2 separate regions of the Ovis canadensis genome follow, and region 1 is linked to region 2. Evidence: chromatin contacts called from public Hi-C data. All regions are on one chromosome and are shown on one strand. The core of a region is the stretch at or near the end of the contact, and the rest is flanking DNA. Distances in the headings are between cores, read along the strand shown.

Region 1 (4,067 bases), core at 1,040-3,539, 82 kb after region 2:
AACACAGAGGAGGAGGTGGGCGCGCTGGGGCCGGAGCTGGAGCCGGAGCCTGATGAGCCGCCGCAGTCCGAGCCTAGAGCCTTGCCCCCGGGGCCCCCATCTGGGTGCTGGTTCACGTCCACATTGATCCCGCCGCCACAGCTAATCCGGCCGTGCGCCAGCCCCGTGGGTCCCCCTTCGGCCGAGGCGCCCCCGGAGCCCTTGGCGCCGCCACCGCCGCCGCCCGCCTCGGGGTCCTTCTTGTCGTCCTTGCCATCCGGGCCGCCCCCGGCCGAAGGCAGCATGCCTCCTGGAGAACAGGCCGAGGCGCTGGAGCTTGGGCTGCCTGTCCTGGGCGTGAATGGCTGGCAGGTGGCGCTCGGTACCCGGAATCCGGACTTCTCCGCCGAAACCCCCCCGCCGCCGCCCCCGCCGCCCCCTCCTCCTCCGCCGCCGCCGCCTCCCGGTTCTTTCTTATCCGAGCCGGGTTTGGAGTACGGCTTGAAACTCGACTTGTCTTCCACGCCGATGTCGCTCAGCTTGAGGGGGCCCGACTTGGCGTCCTTGTCGCCCCCGGCGCCGCCGCCGGCACCGCCCGTGCCACCCCCGTTGGAGGCCACTGAGGAGAGTTTGGACGAGGGCGAGGGGTCGGGCTTCCCGATCTGCGAGCATGTTTGGGCCAACAGCGCCAGCGGGCTCTTCTTGGCATCGAGCTGCAGGGTCAGACGGGCGGGGGGGGGGGGCGCACAAAGAAAGAAGGGGAAACCCTTTAGAATCCTGCCTTCTAGGTTTCGAGCGCACCTCAGCCACGACCGTAAAGATCCTTCCAGCCCCGAGGCGCAAATCTAGGAGACATCCCTTCTACACACACATTTTCTTTCTTGAGAAAGGCCACAGCACCCCCACCCCACCCCCAGCCCCGCCACCAGGATCTTTCCTGTCCTCTCTAAGCGATAACTGGATTAAAAAAAAAAAAAAACAAAACTCGAAAAATGTTTTGGTTTCTGACTCTTTGACCCAGAACTGTACTCCCCACCCCCACCTCTAATACTTCAGAGTAAGGGCTCGGGTCGTTGGCGCCTTAGAGGCTGTGTACAAATACCAGCTTCTGGGAAACCGGAGGACCGGGACTTTGGAACCGTATTTTGGACTCCCGTCTGTCTTCTGGCCTGAGAGTGAGGGGGCCTGGGTCGAGGTAGGGGCTTTAACACCAATGGAAGAAACAAGTTTTGATTGCCTTGGCTCCTAGCATTCACACCCCATTCTACCTCCTCCCCTCTTTCCGCCCTAGTTTTAAGGTGCGGGAGCACGATCCTCTCCCCTCATCCCGGAGCTGAATCACTCCGATCCCCCCACCTTCACCCCCTGCAGATCACAAGAGAAAGAAATCCCGTGGAGGGGCAGCCAGAGTGGTGGTCCCAGCGCGATCCGGGGATAGGGTCCTTACCTCTATGGGGCTGACGGGAGTGGAAGGCAGGGGCTGCAGGTACTCAGGATGCAAAATGTGGCCAGTCCGTGCCGTCAGCATCTTCAGCACCTTGATGGGCAGGCGGTTAGCCTGGCGGAGGGGGTCAGAGGGGGGCACAGCGTGCACAAAAGGCTTGGTGCTGCCGGCCGGGGACGAGCCTGGGCCGGGGCCGGAGCTATTTCCAGAGAGCGCGCTGGTCCAGGCAGGGTCCGCACCGCCGCCGCCGCCGCCGCCGCCGCCGCCGCCGCCGCCGCTGTGCTTACTGCTTCTTAAGGCAGAAAGCGAGGGCGCTGTGCTCATGACCCACCCGCGCGCATGGGAGCAGCGGGGGGAGGGCTCCAGGAGGCGCGGGGCGGGCTCCGGGCTGCGCTCTCGCCCGGGGAGCAGGAGCAGCAGGAGGAGGTGGAGCTGACGCGGCGGTCACAGGCGCCCAGCGCGCCTTCTTGGCGCCTGGAGCCACACGCGAATAATCCTGGGTGGCCCGCAGCGGAGCCGCGGCCGAGCGGGAGGAGCCGGCCCGACTGCGGGAGTGCCGGGTGGCTAGCCGTGTCGGCCTTGGGCTGTGCCCCTGCGCTGCGCACTCGCGGCCCGGCGCTGGCGCTGCTCTCCGCGATGTGAGCCGCTGCCTGTCCAGCCGGGGCTCTGGCGAGGAAACTCACTTCAAAAGCAGCTGCACCGAGGGGGAGATTAAAGCCTTTGCCGCCTTCCAATCAAATGGGAGCCCGAGGTGATTGGAGGGTCAAGGGGATGTGACGCGTCCCGCGCCGCCGCCGCCGCCGCCGCCAGGACTCTCAGCGCTGGTTTTAATGGGCAGCTCCCTCTTTGCCGCTCCCCCTGCGTGTCCCCTCCCTAGATTTCGCTCGGAGGACGAGCTGGACATTTATTCTACGTTTGCTATCTGCCGCCTCCCTCTCTTTTCTTCCTCGTCGTCCTTTTCCCCAGCTGGAGAATAAACTGAAACCTTCTTTTGCAGGAGGGTGCTTGCAAGGAACAGTTTGAGCGTGTTCAGAAGGAGCACTAGCAGGAGTCTGGACAACGGCCGGACTGTCAACTCCAGGGCCGCCACGGAGGTCCACACCCCCAAGTATTCTCTCCCCCGCCTCAGTAATTGAAATCTCCTGCGGTGCAGCCGCCTGGGTAAGGAAAGGTGGGGAGCGGGTGTTGGAGGAAGTCCGCCCGCCCGCTTTGATTTCCCGGGATTCGGCGGCAGAGAAACCAGAAGCTAGGTGGGCAGCGGAGGCGGAGGAGGCAAGTCTCGGCTCTAAGCTAGGTTCCCCGCCCTTCCCGGCCACGTGACGCCCGGAGATGCGCAGATTGGGGCAGGAGGGGGGTCACATGTTTCCTCTGTTTCACACTCAGCACCCCCCCGCAATTCTTACTCTCCTTTGCCACCCTCTCTTCTACCCGCGCCCCCGCCTCCCGAGTTCTCTGGGCATCTCCACCCCTCCATCAATTGTCAATGTTCCTCGACCGCAATCAATCAGTTATTTGTCAGCTCTTGTCAATCCGCCGGTGATTTATGTCAGCTTTTGTTGCTGATTACAAGGCGGGTGCGACTTGAAGGGAAAAAGGGAGAGGGAGAGAGAGACGCAGAGGAAGGAAGAGACTGAGGGGGAACTGAAGGAGGGGGAAGGAGGAGCAGCCTCCTGGGATGAGAGGCGGGGGCTCTAAGAAAAAGAATGAAAGAAGAGAAAGAGGCGCTCGGTGTCAGGAAAATGAATAGTGAGAGTAAAGTGCGCAGGTGCGCCAAGGGCGCTGAGAAGGGTGCGCTGGCCTGGGGTGTGCGCCTCGCTCCTCTAGGTACTGGAGAGAGAGATAACACCCTTCCACCTCTGGGGATTCCGTTCCTTTGGGGCCACGCGCAGAGTTCCGAGCGCTCTCGGTATCCGAGACAGGCAGTGGCGACGTCCAACACGGGAGATTTTTTACCCCCCAAGCCATGGTACTTCCTTCGGGGTACGTTGAGTGCAGTCGTCAGGCTGCCAGCTGGCCCCCTCTACCCCCTCCCTAGTGCCCTGACTCCAAACTCGGAAGCTTCTTTCTAAGAGCCACATTACCAACGTAGCCTTGAGTTCTGGAGGTCAGTGGTGGGGTACCCCCCCCCCTCAGTTCTTTGACACCCGTCCCCCATCGTGGCTAGGGCTGAGAGGTTGCGAAGAAGAGGCCTGACGTGTGTGTTTGGGGCAGATAGGTTCCAGGCTCACTCAGGCCCCCTCTTCCAGCCCTCCCTCAACCCCTGCCATCCCCGCAGTCTTGGTAGCCAGGGTTACTCTGGGCTGCTCGCTCGAATTTATTGGAACGCCGAGCCGGGACTGACCAGCGCGGGGAGAGCAGAGGGAAGAAGCAAGAGAGAGAGGGTGGGTGCGGTGGGGTGGGGTGGGGTGGGGGCGGCTGCCTGTGGGAACAACTGGCTCTTCCAGGGAAGCGGAGCGGGACCGCCGCGTTCCCCTCGATTTGCACCGTCATTCGGACTGTTGGGAAGGCAGAGGGGAGGCGCTCTGCGTGCCTCCGCGTACCTGGATCTGAGTGCAGAAGTGTGTATGAATGCCTGTGCATCTGTGTGAGTTGTCAGGGCTTTGGTAGCGTCCGGAGCGAATTCGAGGGGTGGGTGACCTCCAAA
Region 2 (4,460 bases), core at 1,429-3,928:
TTTTGAACTGACACATGCCCTGAACACCTGAAAATACTGGGTTGCAAATGACAAAAACATATCTAAACCTAGTAAAAGCAAGAAAGGGAATGTGCTGACTTACCTGCTGTGAAGGTCCGTGGTAGAGAGGGCTTCAGGCTTAACTAGACCAGGGACCTGAAGAAGTCATCAGACTTGTCTTTTTGGGCCCTACTGCTTTGATTCGCTCCTGCAGTCAGCTGGTTTCCTCTTCCAGGCAGTGGCAGCCTAGTGCTGGCAGCTCTGGGGTCCTAGGCTCACTATTTTCAATCCAAAGGAATGGAGAACATCTCTCTTTCAGAATCTACATATGAAGACCCAGGGAAGGACTCTGATTGGCCTGACATAGGCCTCATGCCTATCCCTGGGCCAATCTTTTTAGGCAGAACGATAGGATAGAATGACTGGCCAGGCCTGGATCACATGTCTTTCCCAGAGGTCAGGTATCTCGCAGGTATCCAAGGGCAGGAAGCAGTGCAACCAGGACTCATGGGCCAGGAATGGGCCAGTCAAAAATTAAAGCTATGCCATCTTCTGGATCTACCTGGGATTTCTCATCTGCTTCTTTTTGCCCATCTCCTAATTCTCCTACTTCACTTTGAAGATCAGCATTTCCCCCTACTTCTCCAGCATGTTCATGGCTCATCATGGTTGCTCCAGCCCCAAACACTACCTGAATTCATATTTTCAAGGAAAAGAGAATCTGATTGGTTGTAGGGATAAGCATTCACTACTGGAATGATCATCTGTGGCAGATGGTAGGCTTATATGGTGCAGACATGCCTGCAAGGTCTTCCTCTTGAGCAGACCTAGTTGTAGCAGTACTTTAGAGTAGGGCGCTATGGGTGAGTAGGCACTTAAGAACAAGACCTCATCCTGGTCCCAGGTGACCCAGAGAAGAGCAGAGCATGACACCACCATTCTAGCCCTCAAGTAGCTTCAAGCCTAGTTGAGCAGATAAGATGCTCATCTGAGCCAGGGGTTATAGGAAGTCGAGGAGGGCAAGGTCACTGTATGCCAGGTAAGCAGAACAAGCAGAAATGTGGTGGGAACAGAGCTGGCCTTTCCAGGTGGGCAGAGAAGAAAGGACAAACTTCTCTAGAGTGTGGAGCAGACGTTTCCCCAACAGATGCTCTCTTCTTCACACCTGAACTGACTCCCTTGCCTTAATATGCAAATGTATTTGAATTGTTATAGGCCTTCTTGCCTCCACCCCCAAGTCCCTGCCAGACTCCTCATAACACCCTTGGTCCCTGGCTGACTATGAAGTGACCCATCCCCTTTGTTGCTCACTGTCTCTGGATACATGTGTGGAGGTTGTAGGGAGTTTTTCATGACTTTTTGGAAGATCAAGAATGTCTTCTCTCCCCAAAAACCAAAATGAAAACAGAAAAGCCCTCCAAGAATAAAAGGAAAATAACTGTACCTGGAGAAGGTAAAGAGCCCTGCAGCAGAGATTTCTCCCATGTTTGGATGAAGAAGTAGAGGTCTGGGAAAATTTGAGCCTTGTCCAGGTTCTCATGGTGGGACTGGGAACCTGGCTTCTCATCATGGGCCCCTGCTGGCCAGTGGTGAGTGGGCCTGGCAGGAGTAATCTGCGTATGTGGGCTGAGGTGATGCCCCGCCTTCGCACAGAGAGAGTAGAGGCTTGGCCCAGGAAATGTGACCCAAACCAAGTTCTGTTGGGAATCCTGGAGGGTCCAGAGAGTGGCTGAGAGGTTGGGCAGCTCGGTCAGGGGGCACGGTGAAGGTCCATCCAATATGCTTTATCTGGGTAGATTTCATTTCCTGTCAGAGAAAAAGGAAGGGATCTTTGTGTTTCTCTGCTGGTTTTTTTTTTTTTTTTTTTACTTTTCAGACAAATCAGAAATCAGATCCTGTCAGATAGGCCCAGTTGAAAGGAAGGAGGCAGAGGCCAGCACAAAGAGGTTTCCTGGCCAAAATCACACAGGAAGAACCCAGAGAGACCCTCCCCCTGCAAAGGAGGATGTGAGGCTTCATGTGGGCCTCACACCTCACTTTCTCCGAGGATCTTGCTTTAGACTTTTAATATTTCCAAATGAGGTTTTATTTATAGTGATTATTTTGTTATTTGTATGTGGCTAAAAGCCACGGATTGGAAATATAAACTTGAAGATCTCATACTTCTCACCACGATGTAACATCTCTGCCTGCTTTCAGGCAGGGGCGACCTAACCAAATGGAAGTAACTCAAACCTCACTTGACCTCTGAGAGGCCCAGAAGGCAGTCACCCGAGGGCAGAGGACTGTGAGGAAAAGGAGAGGGAGGGTAGAGAGGCTCCGAGAGAGAGTCTGGAAAAGAGGGGTGGGGGAGCCAGGAAGGAAAGAAAGAGGAAAACCGGAGGGAGAAGAAGGGAGAGGGCCAGGGCGAGCGGGGGAGAGGGCAAGGTGACCGCGGGTATCAGTGAGGGGCCAATTGTCAAGGTTCTATCTGCGCGATGATTGATGGGAGCCTGGGTTTTTCTGTCAGCCTGTCACGGCGCAGGAATGTTTAATGTTCTCATTATTGGTTACGCTGTTGTGTATATTTCTCTGTCAGCACCGCGGACCCAGCTGAACTGGCAGAGCACTTCAAAGGCCTGCGGGTCATTCATCATCCCCATGACGCTCCGGCAAATGCTCAGCTTCAGCTCCGCGCCAGGGATTTGTTATGACTTGCGAGCAGGCTGACAGACAGGGCCGCGGCGGCCGTGGGAGGGGACGCAGGAGGGAGGCAGCCGCGCAGCCCTTTTTGTCACTCTGGGTCCGTGGCAGCGCCCAGCGCCGGGCTCCGCGGCTCCCGGGGCGATGGGTGCAGACCCGCACATCTCCCCTCTCCCCACGCGGTCACCGGGAGGGGGCCGAGGAGCACCCCACCGAGGGGCCCCGGCCCCCGCCCCTCGCCTCCCACTCTCCCGTCGAGTCCAGCCGGCGGCGCCCTCTCCCTTCTGTCCACCCTTCTCCTCTCCGCTGGCTGTGGGTCTCCAAAAGTTGTGCTGAAAACCCAGAGGTTGGGGGAAAAAAGGGAAACTTGCAACCGTCCGGGGGCCCGGGGAGTGGCGGGTGGGGAGGGGTGAGGGGAGAGCTGAATATCGGAGCTTTGTTTCCTTTCCCAGGCCGTGACATGATTAATCGTTTTCTTCTGATCTAATTTTGGAACATGAAAAACAGCACATTTGTCTTGAAGAAAAATGATGTGCCGAACTGCGCAGATGGAAATTTCGAGCAATGAGAAAGATTAAAGTGAAACCCCACTCCTTAGACCTAATCATGAGTTGTAGATTATTCTGTCGGCCCAGCCAGATGGTAGCTCTGATTCCACAGCCCCTTCTTATATTAATGAATACTAGACTGTTATATTTGACTTAGGTAAGTGAAATGTCTATCAGAGCTAATGGACTGCCAGCCAGCATAACACATGTTGTACCGCTAAGGGTCCTTGCTGCATTTTTCATGTTTTATACTAATGTAGAACATTTTGTTTCCTACTGTTTTTCATCATTGTCACTGTTTGCTAAATATTTTCACATGGAAGTGGGGAGAGGGAGACAAAGTCAGGAGGAAAAAGAACCCCCCTCCAAACTTGTGTCCAAAGCTAATTTCCTCCCGTTGGGCTTGGCTATAACTCTACAAGTAAAACAGTCACCCGGAGCAATGCGTACAGGAACTCAATAGTAACGTGATTAAGTTCCTAGTCAACAAGACTACACTCGACTGTATGTTAACAAACCTAATTATAGCCCCGTGGTGATAAATTGGGCCTGGGCCCTTGCTGCACATCTCTGAGGTCATGTCTCCAAGAGCAGCTTGACCCTCTTGTCCCAGGGGAGGGGACTGTCCCAGAGAGGAGTCCCAGGCTCAGCTTGGGAGAGGAGCTGTTCCCCTCTAACCCCTTGGTCCAGCCCCTGAGGAAGGTGGGCAGACGCCAGGAAGCACTGCAGAGCAGGAGGTCAGGGTCTGAGCATCTGGGCAGTAGGCTTTCATGATGGAGGCTAGGTGGGCGTTGGGAGCTATTAGCCCCATCCCCAACGTGAGCAGTATCAGAATATCTGAGATGAGAGTGTAGTGATCCCAGATCATTGGTTCCATGCAGGCATGGGGACTTGCCCACTCGGCCCAGTAGAGGGTGGCTCAGGCCCTTCTTCTTCCAGACGCCTTGCCAGTACACTGGGAAAGCCCTGAAGAGCTCATAGTTCTCTTACTTGTTTGTGAAGGACCTCAGCCTGGGGTAGGGGGTGGTGTTCTGGAGAAAATGCATCCCAGAGATGGACTCGGAAAGGTGTCTGGGTACAGATAAGATAGAGACAGTTGAAGGACATCTTCAAGGGGTGGTGTGTTGAGAAAAAAATGGAAAGAAATACTCAGATGGAGCAGAAACATGAAAATGCCTGGAGAGAGAGAGAAGGAAGAGAAGAATGCAGAGAGGCATAGATGCAAATATG

The links. Hi-C and Micro-C count contacts between places; a contact is called where the count stands out from the background.
Region 1: a Hi-C map of lung shows a contact between it and region 2, with 3 times the contacts expected there. The contact joins the promoter of ZNF503 here to the enhancer-like site in region 2. A contact is called at or near these places in 2 of 2 Hi-C or Micro-C datasets (fibroblasts and lung).

The regions. Positions count from the first base shown.
Region 1 is chr25:48,704,314-48,708,380 of ARS-UI_OviCan_v2, forward strand. It overlaps ZNF503 (zinc finger protein 503), which reads right to left and starts at 2,290. Exons shown (of 2, transcript XM_069572197.1): 1 at 1,427-2,290; 2 at 1-692. The coding sequence starts at 1,747. LOC138430189 (a long non-coding RNA gene) reads left to right here and starts at 1,802. Exons shown (of 5, transcript XR_011253042.1): 1 at 1,802-2,174; 2 at 2,421-2,584.
Region 2 is chr25:48,621,468-48,625,927 of ARS-UI_OviCan_v2, forward strand. No RefSeq gene overlaps it. Among named protein-coding and RNA genes, the nearest start is that of COMTD1, 58 kb to the left of the region's middle. Within about 2 kb of position 2,679, the one cell type or tissue checked has open chromatin away from gene starts, as enhancers often do. A contact at or near this core is called in fibroblasts, where this site is marked.